Regions from separate parts of the Anser cygnoides genome. Here region 1 is linked to region 2. The links are chromatin contacts, called in public Hi-C maps. All regions are on one chromosome and are shown on one strand. Each heading gives the region's core, a stretch centred on a gene start, on an enhancer-like site or on the middle of the called end of the contact. The rest is flanking DNA. Distances are from core to core; before and after follow the strand shown. Region 1 overlaps LOC106029931 (a long non-coding RNA gene). Region 2 holds the start of TANK (TRAF family member associated NFKB activator).

What was found. A called contact is a pair of places that touch in the nucleus more often than the background predicts.
Region 1: a contact with region 2 is called in a Hi-C map of granulosa cells, with 2.5 times the contacts expected there. The contact joins the enhancer-like site here to the promoter of TANK in region 2. A contact is called at or near these places in 3 of 7 Hi-C or Micro-C datasets (granulosa cells and liver).

Annotation. Positions count from the first base shown.
Region 1 is chr6:24,707,605-24,712,848 of Taihu_goose_T2T_genome, reverse strand. All of the region lies in intron 2 of LOC106029931 (a long non-coding RNA gene), which reads right to left. Among named protein-coding and RNA genes, the nearest start is that of TANK, 51 kb to the right of the region's middle. Within about 2 kb of position 3,023, at least 2 of the 3 cell types and tissues checked have open chromatin away from gene starts, as enhancers often do.
Region 2 is chr6:24,656,724-24,661,784 of Taihu_goose_T2T_genome, reverse strand. TANK (TRAF family member associated NFKB activator) reads left to right here and starts at 2,256. Exons shown (of 10, transcript XM_048072266.2): 1 at 2,256-2,398; 2 at 2,936-3,069. The region is part of intron 2 of LOC106029931 (a long non-coding RNA gene); the gene reads right to left.

The DNA of each region.
Region 1 (5,244 bases), core at 1,774-4,273, 50 kb before region 2:
TTGCTTGTACTCCCCATTTGTTCCTTTTTCTCTCTCCTGATCTGAACTTTTGGCTTTTGGGGGCAGGGTCTGTCTTCTTGATGTATGCTGATATGGCACAAAACCAGACAGAATGTTGGTGTCTCTGAGATTCTCAGGCATTTCAGCTACAAATTAATATCTTAATATATGCAGATCTAGAATTGTATCCAAAGGGTGACTATCACAGATGGTGATATCATGTAATAAGTCTAAAAGCAATATACAGGGAAGCTAGAGATGAAAAGCATTATCTGGATGAGAAACAGTCATTGTGAAGTGGTACTAAAAGGTTCTCATACTTTAAAGAGCTAATTTTATTTTGCTATTCCAGTGCTGTATTTTTACTTGGTAGAATGGGGTTTTTAATGCTGTGTGATAAAAAAGTGCTTGCCTAGCTCTCTGAGAATCCTTGGTAGTCTGAAGAATGCACTATTAAATAACTGAACTATCAAATGTGAAGCCCCACACAATAGTTTACTGCTCAGCATTGCACATTCAGAGGGACAAAATTTATTATTTTTGACACTAAGAGTCTCCAAATCTCATTTATGTATCAGGACCTTGCCTTACAATGAACCATGCAAATTAACAGAAATCTATTCTTCTTAGAGTATCAGTTTAAAGGTGAAGATACCAGTACTATCATAAATTTCTGAGGTTTTAAAAAGTAGATGAAAAGATGAGATTCATGAACTTCCATGGGTTTACCTTCTAGGGAGACCCAGTAGGCAGTTCATAAGCTCTTTCATAAGATATGTGCCAGATATCGGAGGAAAAGAAAGGAGGGATGTTATGGAAATGGGAAAGTATAAAATCATTCACTTGAACTACAAAGAACCAAACTTCAGCATTGCTAGTCAGATCTCCCTGGACTTCTTTGTAATCACTGGAGAATGAAAAACCTCCCTTCGAGTTTAAGCTCTTTCTCCGATTCTTGAGGAGCTTGTCTCTTCTCACTGTCTATATTGGAAAGCCAGAGGATTAGCATAGCAAAGGCTCCACACTTTGGTGCACGTTTTGCCACAGGAATGTTTGCACCATCTAGCACTGTTCTGTCTTCCTTTCTCACTTCAACCTGGCAGATTCATGTATGGAGCTGGACTCCCATTTTGATCTTTTTCAGTAGGGTTAGTCTGAGGGAACAGAACAATTTTCTGATGGTGCAATTTTTATTACAGCTGGCAGCGAAGGAACTGTTCCAGTTTTCCCCATTGTGATATTTTGGAAACACAGCTTTGTCCCCCTGCCTTGCTTTCCTTTAATTAGCAAAACAGACGATAAAATCTTCATTTCTAAAAGCTGAAGATGTGTTCGGCAATGTAAATACAATACAGATTTCAAGCATGTTCATGCAGTGCTTCTCAACTTCTCCCTGACCAGGACTTCTTCTGGTTCTTTATTATGGTTCAAAACTACTAGCTTGTTTGCAACCTCCACAGCTTCTCTAAATAACACTCAGATTGGCAGTCATCGTGCAGGTAGGTCTGCCAAGTGGTTGTGGTGCTCAGCCCCCCTCCTCGAGATAAATGCTCTTGCCATGGGACCCGGCAGAACTCTGCACCTTTACCTAAATGCACTTACAGCATCCTAACCTACCTGCAGCACAGGTCTGCAGCCAAGTGTTCTGCTGAATTGTGTCAAGTCAAAACCTGAAGTGTCAGTTCATGAATATGTGCAGCTGATGTACAAAAATTGAGCAATAAGCAACAATCCTTAGTACAATTTCATATTAAAGTGACTTCAAAAATGAAAATATTTCAAAAATTATCATGTTTTCTTGACAACGTAGTTTTTCCGCTTATTTTGATAATGAGCTAAACTTCATTTTTCTTTCCTCTTCCCTAGAAAAATGCACTGTGTCCAAGCAAACCTAAATTACTTTGAGATGAGTGAAATACAATAAAATCAGTAACCTTGCTATAAAGCACAGCAAAAAAAAGTGTTCCACACAGAGTTTCTAACATTCTGGGAGACTTTCTCTGCAGATGCTTAGGCCAGGGGATGCTGACTGAAGGCCCTACAAGCACACACCTCCCTGGCAGCACCCCAGCCCCATAGGCAGTTCCAGGCTGACCCTGAAATAGGCTTTGTTGCTCTGCTCCTGACCCTCAAAGCCTGACCCACCTGTCACACTTGCCCTGTGTCCTCACTGTTATGCTGAGAATTAAACAATTTTACTTGCTGGAAGCAATTCACCCTGAATTCCTTTGTCTTGCTTCATTCCAGCAAAAAAAAATGCAATGGGTGTTTTATATATGAAATGGAAGAGCTGAGGTATCTCTCAGGAGTGCAAGTATTATTTCTCTCTCACTTTACTGCTTTTCTTATGCACTTCCAAAAGCCACTTAAAATTTAAAGACAGTTTGGTTTCCCCCCCAAACAAACAAGCAAACAACAACAACAACAAGAAAAAAAAACGACACTGCTTCATCATTTTAAAAATCAAACTGTTCAGTGTTATCCTTTGAAGCATGGTGTAACTGTATTAGTTCCTTAGTTCAGGCATCAGCTGCAATCTGCAGATGGGAGCCTGATGCCTGATCACGCTGTTACCCTTACGCTCTCTTCCAAAGAGCTGCTGTTGCAAATAGGTACCCACAGGCAGGTGGGTAAGCTTGAGGGCAAGTTAGATCCAGTTCTAACTTAGGGCATGAAGTTTGCCGTACAGTTGAATTATGCAAACTAGATCACTGATGGAGGTTTATCAGATTCCATGGGCCAACCATAACAGCAAGCTTTACCTCATGTTCTTTGTCTCCATCTTATGACTGAATCTGGATGAGTGCTACTGCTATAGCACATGTGCTTGGCCTTGAAATTAAGTTGATCTGCCATTCTTTCAAATTTCTCAGACAACAAAAAGCAGCAAAGCTGCAGGTATGGATTCAGTTGAAGTTAGAGTTGCAAAATCTGCTCACACAAAAACCTCGGGATCACAGATGACTTCCTGCCGGCTGGCAGCAGTACCAGAGTTCAGTGACTCCCACACAGCAGAGCACAGCAAATCCAGCTCCCACAGTACGACTGCATCACCACGGCACTCAGCTGGAGCCAGGACTTGCTACTGGGAGTCTGAGTGTTTCCTGAAGGGAAAAATCCTGCTAATGTGTCTTGGGCAGTTTGTAAATGGGTCAGCACCAGTCCAGGGCTATGTGTACTGCACTTAATTACACAGCATAGACATTCCCTGATGAACATTCCTCCTCTTTATATCAGGTCCTTTAAATTTAAATGGACATAGCAGGATCATGCGAATATTTCCCGTCCTCTCTTTAATCATCCAGTGTGAAGTACCGCCCTGGCTGACAATGCACAGACCAGATTCAAAAATCACATAATAACACTAAACAGAGTTTCTCTTTAGAGGAAAACAAATTTAAGAAATCTTGGGTAGCTATCTCTGCTGGAGGCCTGTGATTACTAAGAAAATAATGGAGAAACTGACAGTGGTTTGTTAGATCTCCAATGATTGAAAAACTAGATTGCACAATGGCAAAAATGACTAAACGGTAAGATCGCTACTTTACAAGAAATGCTATGCTGCCTTCATTACTGACTAAATACTGTCTAAACACAGATAAAATAAGAGAGGATTTTTGTGAAGACCTGCAACATATCAGTTCTCAAACACCAAAGAACATAATTATTTTCCTGGTGGCTTCAAAGACTATTTTGAGTTAAATTGTGAAGGCTGCTGGTATTATTGAAAATATGGTATGAAAAGTGCAAAACCCATTCTTCTTAAATAAATATACCTAATAAGATCACAGGCCTTCAGGTTCCAAGTAAAACCAAAATTCCCTAGACATATTGCCATTCTAAATATTGGCAGTGATTGATTACACCACTTCCTAGCCAACATCGGAATCAGTCTATGGGAGGAGGATTCAGATGTCAAATTAACTGATCTGTGCAAAGTCTGACATCCACATCAAACTAAGCAGAAGCTTTTGAATAAGCTAAATTTCAGCAGTCTTAAAGTTAATGCTATAAAATTGTTACTGTAAAACAAGCACTTTGAAAATCAATGGAAAGCCAGCTGTGGATCCCTAATGCAGCTTCCTGTGACAAAAAAAGGCTGACTGGACTTTATTAAGGATGCTGTCTGCATGGCTTTGTGCAGCCTGGGCAATCAAGCTAAATAGAAATGCTGCAAGAACCCTGCCTACAGTTTTGAATGCCCTGGACACTTCTGAACACATTGGGCTTAACTCTCTGGAAATATCAAGACTAAATGAAAGAAAACTTTGGGGGAAACAAAACAAAACCAAACAAAAACAACAACCAAAAAAAAAAAAAAAGAGAGAGAGAAGCCCTTCCTAGGCATTTAACTTGGATGATGCAAAGTACTTTAGGAGAATCTGGCAGAGCAGGACCTGGTGTAAGTAAAGTCTGTGCCTCCCCATCAAAGGGCAGCAGAAATTTTGCAGCATGGTGCTGCAGCTGCTGCAGGGAATGTCAGAGCTCCTCTGAGAGCAGGATCCTCCCCTGTATGTTCTCTACCACTGTATGACGGGGATCTTCAAAAAGATTTTGTTTTCTCATCCTACTTTCCAGATACCACATAACTGATTTCAAAAAAGCATTTCAGTTCTCCTGTCTTATCAACTGGAAGAGAAGGAAGAAGACATTCAGTTTTGGCAGTTTTCCATTCTTGCCATTCCCTCACACAGTAGCAGCCAAAAGCATTGCAATGGAAGAATCTGCATCTATGTATTACCCAGTGGTGGAATTCTTTCCTTTTAAGAGGCTCACAGAGGTTGCTTCCGAGCCATGAATGCTGTTTTTAAGTACCTTAATCTAGGTAGAATTACAGTTTAAATATCTTCTACCAACATTGATAGCATTTACTGTAACTGACAATCCTTCTTATCTCTGAATCTCTGTAGACAGCACATTATAATGCTTCACTCTTGCCAACGTTTGCTCTTGCTACATTTTTTCAAGCTAGCAATCATCACACTCTGTTGGGATGAGAACCAAGGATATTTGATTTATTCAATAATTCATAAAGAAAAAACTTCTCATCCAAAGCAAACTTTAGGTTTTCTATATTTACCCCTTAATCTCTCACTTATACTGGCAGGAAATAGGTATATTTTTGCCATCAGAAAACAGCAATGTCAAAGCAGACCTCAGATGATACAGTTGGTGCCTTTACAATTGCTTTTATACTGCTGTTTTAAAAGTTGGCTGATCCATTGTTTGTATCATTTCTTTGAT
Region 2 (5,061 bases), core at 1,007-3,506:
ATTTTGCCTTGATAATGACATAAAAATGTCAAATGTTGATGTGAGACTGAAATACAGAAAGTCACTATTGGAATGGCTGTAGGAAAGGAAATACAGAGAATAAAGAGGAAGCAGGAAAACAGAAAAAGAAAGCAAGATGAGGAAGAAAAAGAAAGCAAGATGAGGAAGAAAAGGACAAACAAATGGTCATAAAGCAAAAAAACACTCTTCCTTTAAAAGATCAAAGTTAGACATCAAGTTAGCTACAGAAAATAAATTTTATTTTATTTTAATAGGTATTCTTTCTATTCTTCTACTTAACGATTTATTAAAGGGGTTGGAAATAGCTAGGAATATTAGCATGGGCTACTGTAAAGCTTGTAACATTTTATTGCATTGGGGGAAATTTATTAAAGGGGGAAAAAAGCACTAAATAATGAAGATAGAGGAAAGACCTGCTTCTCTTGTGCTTTATTGTGAAAGGATATTATTGATAAAGTACCGAGAATAATGCATATGACTTCAAAAAGTGAAGCTATGTTTGTAGATGGCTGTCAGTTTTGCTGTCGGGTTTGAGACCTTTGCAGCAAATTTACATTAAGTGCATTTCTAGAATTTAATGAACAAACTTTTGCTTCGTACAAAACCACTAACATGTGCAATGACAGTGTTTCACAGATGGTATATATGTTAAGTCTCTATTCAAATTCATGTACCCATAATCTTAGTTAATACTTTCTTATCATCAGATAACCTACTTGTATTTTTCTACATATTATCCATTTTTAAATATAGCTACAGTTAAATTATATTTACATACATTGATCTGAATTCAAGAATTATTATTTTCAGTTATTCATTATCATTTTAAGTGCAGAACTACTTGGAAAGACTGAATAAAAAATAAAAATGTAGAAATTAAAAAGCAATAGATTTTCCTTTCCTTTCCTTTCCTTTCCTTTCCTTTCCTTTCCTTTCCTTTCCTTTCCTTTCCTTTCCTTTCCTTTCCTTTCCTTTCCTTTCCTTTCCTTTCCTTTCCTTTCCTTTCCTTTCCTTTCCTTTCCTTTCCTTTCCTTTCCTTTCCTTTCCTTTCCTTCCCTTTCCTTCCCTTCCCTTCCCTTCCCTTCCCTTCCCTTCCCTTCCCTTCCCTTCCCTTCCCTTCCCTTCCCTTCCCTTCCCTTCCCTTGCTTTAAAGAAACACCTGGTTAAATGAAACCTAAACTTGTGCATCTCAAACACTTTGTTAAGCTAAAGGCATCTGAAAGAGGAAATTGAATCCCCCTTTCTTGGAAACACGCTAACTGAGCAACCCTCGCTGAACCTCAGTAGTTCATCAGAACCTCACCCGAAGTTCTTAAAAGTGGCTAAGCAGGAAGTACGTTTATTGGCTCAATAAGCTATCTGTTTATAAGTCTCTTTAGTCTTAAAAAAAGGTCAAAACAGCCCAAACAAGTTGTTAAAGACTTAGCAGGAAAAGTAAACTATAATAGAAGTAATCTTAAAATTACAGAGAGCAATGCCTAGGACTGTGTCTGGGCTCAGGCCCCAGGCTTCCAAGGGCACACACCAAGCAAGGTGTGTGAGGCCCCCAGTGCTGAGATGCAGGAGGCACTAATGCAGGCAAATGGAGCAGTTCTGCCCCGGGAGAAGAAACAGCCCAGTCTGATGGGGTGGGTACACTTGCTGGGGCTCAGGGACAGTTGAGGCTGATTCACACAGTCTGTAAGGCTTCTCTGGTGCTGGCTTTGTGACTGTACCTTGTGCAAGTATGTAAGGTATCCTGCATTTTCTCCCCTCAACTCACTCTTTTACACACCTTCAAGAAAAATGTACTCCTACATGTGACCTAGAGAAATAAGGGCTTGTAGCAGCAGCAAAATTAAAATTGTTGAATGTATTTTCAATGTACTCTCATGTAAAACCCATTGCCTGCATGAATTAAATGCACGGAAAAAAATGCCACCTTAGTCACCTACAGAAGTAAAAGGACCTTTACACAGTGAACGTGAAAAAGTGCACTCATGCTACGAATGCAAGCATTGCGATTTACAAACATCGCATCCATTCATAGCAAGGGACTCCAGCAGCCCTGCACCGCAGCAGCACGGCCCCTGCTCGGGGCGGGAGGGCAGCAGCCAGGCCGAAGAGGCACCGCAAGCCCGGGGGGGAGCCGAAAGCTGCCGGTCGCTGCGCCCAGGCCCGGCGCTGCCCCCGCCTGGCCGCGACGCCGAGCGGCTGCGGCGGCCGCAGGCCCGGCCCGGCCCGAGCCGAGCGGGGAGCGCGGCGCCGGCGCCCGTCACATGGCGGGCGGGCGGGCGGGGAGAGGCCCGGCAGGAAGTGAGTTCTGGTTCCTGGGTTAAGGTGCTCGCAGGAGCGAACGCTCTGTGCCGGGAGCGGCCGCGGGCTCCGTGAGGCGCTCGTAAGTCTGAGGTGCTGCTAACGCCGCTCCGCTGCCTCCCGCGGGGAGCGCCGGGCGCTCGGCCTCGGGGCTGCCGGGCGGGCTGCGGTGCCGCCCTGCCCCGGCCGCCCTGCTCTCTGCCCTACCCTGCCCTGCCGTGCCTTCGCCCCTTCGCGCTTCCGCCGGCCGCTCCGGGGCAGCCGCTTCCCCCGCCGAAGGGAGCGGGGCTCCGGGCAGCGCCCCGGGGCTCTGGGTGCCGCGGAAGGGGCCGGGGCTGCGGGAGCGAGGGCAGCGGGGGGCGGCTCCGGCGAGCGGGGGAGCAACAAGCGGCGCGCTGGCGGCGCCGGCCGGGGGGGGTGTGCAGCCCCAGCTCCCGGTAAGCCGCAGCCCTTGCCCTGAGCTCGGAGGGCTGGGACGGTGCCGTGGCCACGGGGGCTCTTCCCGGGCTGCCGGCGCAGCGCACCCGTGCGAGGCAGGGCTTCCGTCCCTCAGAGCCAGCTCCCAAATGCAAGTGCAGGGAGCGCTCGGTCTCCCGCTCACAAGTGATTGCCTCAACAGGTTTCCAGTCCCCATGATGATGGCAGTGTAACTTACAAAATATTTCCATTGGAGAAACTGTTTTGAAAGCAGAAATATGTAGAGAAGTGCTTGCTGCTGGATGGCATCTATGTGCTCATATGAACCTATGAGAGGTAGGCACATGTATTGTGAACGGATGTTTGTATACCCATGATTAGTTGAAGCCTTATTTTTTTTTTGGTATTGAAGGCGTTTCTGAGGCACTATGAAAACTCAGACTGTGTCTCTGTAGTGATCCGTGGTGCTGGGATTTCAGGATGTGTGCAGCAGAAGGTTGTTGATTTTTCTGTCGGGGCTTTTTTGGCATTCGACTCGCAGAAAATTCATGTTACTGCTGCTGTTTTTTTCCCACCTGTGCCAGTGAAGTGTTTTCCACTTGAAGCAAGTATTTTAAGAGCATCTTCAGGTTTCCTTGAGTGAGTTTACTTTAAGGTTTGTCTTACAATATTTGCTGTATCCAGTTGTTTTCCAGTGTTCAAGTCTGTACTCAAAGATGAAATTCGAGGTCCCACTGCCTCTGGTCTGGCAGCACAACACTCAAAGCTACTCACATCTACAGGACTCCTTTATCAGGCAAACTCTGGAGTTAATCTCTGTCTAATTCTGTCCTTGTTAGATTGAATATAGCATTTTGTATCGCTGCATCTGTTCTGACTACATATTGCTGTTAATAGTTGTGAAAGAGTCTTTAGGATCTAATGAACATCTAGCATGTCAGTTGCTAAAGATCAGGGTTGTCAGCTTTGGGCTGAATACGTTCCAGTAGCTATATTGATGCAGCATAACTGAGCTTGGTTAAAATAGTGGGGGTATTTGCTTTTTTCCTCCTAACTGGATGAAGGGAGCAGAGAAAATGACAAGGAACAGTTGGCAATTTCCCTGATAAATATTGATGCCTATGGAGGAGAAGCAGGAAAAGGAGCCAGTTTTTTCTAATTGCAAGGAGTTCTGGATATGAGATAACTGCTTCTTATGTTATCTATTTATTCCAGCAGCAGGCAACTCAGGGTGTGACTACAGAGCAGTTTAATCCAATCTAAATCTAGACTGCTGCAGTCCTGCCCACGGCTAGTCTCATGTTCCCACTACCTCTCTGTGTTGGTAGTAGTGCTCCAGCAGCCTTGCACTGAACTAGCTCCTGTTGAATTTTTTTGAGGAAGTAGGCAGCTAGTTCTCTGGCACAACTCAACTGTGTAGCATAAAAACACTGACATTGGTACAAATAGGTGGCAAAAATACATGGCCTGAGATTGGGGAAGGCAGGAATATCTTTTCCTGTGGCAGTGTAGACTTCTATCACCATTACATAACCAAGACTTCACATTGCAATTTTGAAGTTCATGCTGCCATTGAAAACAGGAATTCTGTCTGCCTTTTGCTTATGTTTTCTGCTACGTTGGCTTTCTTCTACTGACACAGGAGGTTGTGCTATCATGCAATTTGAAGTGGTCCATGAAACTAAAAAAAAATAACACGGCAAAAACACCTTTAGCATCTAGTTTTAGGCTGGGTCAGTTCACTGATACAGCGTACAGCAAAGCTGCTTGTGCTTGCAGAAGTAAAAGGGTGGGGTGGAAGCAGAAATGAGTGTCAAGAGTATAGGGGAATACAGGACCAATTCCTCTGATGATTCCATCTCTAAGTGTCACCAGTAATTAATTTTACTGCTTTCTGCTTTCTTACACGGAGTGTGGGTTTTAGGGAGCTACCAGGAAATTAAGAATTGTGAACATTTTTTCCACAGAAATGGACCATAAGCAACCATTCTCCTTATTCTTACCTACTGCGTAGAAAATAAGGCACAGTGCTACAGTTTTGTCTGCTGGATCAATTGTTTCTGGCACCAGCAGTCCAGAGGAGAGTAGAACTTGTTGTTAATGCTCGCAGTCTGAATCAATCAGTCAGTAGAGGACTGGAAGTTAGGCATAAATTTAGAGTGCTGCTTTTTTCCAAATTGAGATTGAATTTGCACACCTTCATTTTCTGCAAATAGTGAGTTGTCCGGAGCTGAACCCCGTTCCCTCTATTGGAAGCTGAACTTAGTCTTTTAAATCTGCTGCAGCCAATTTTTGAAGTTACCTTTTATACGTACAGGACACTACAGT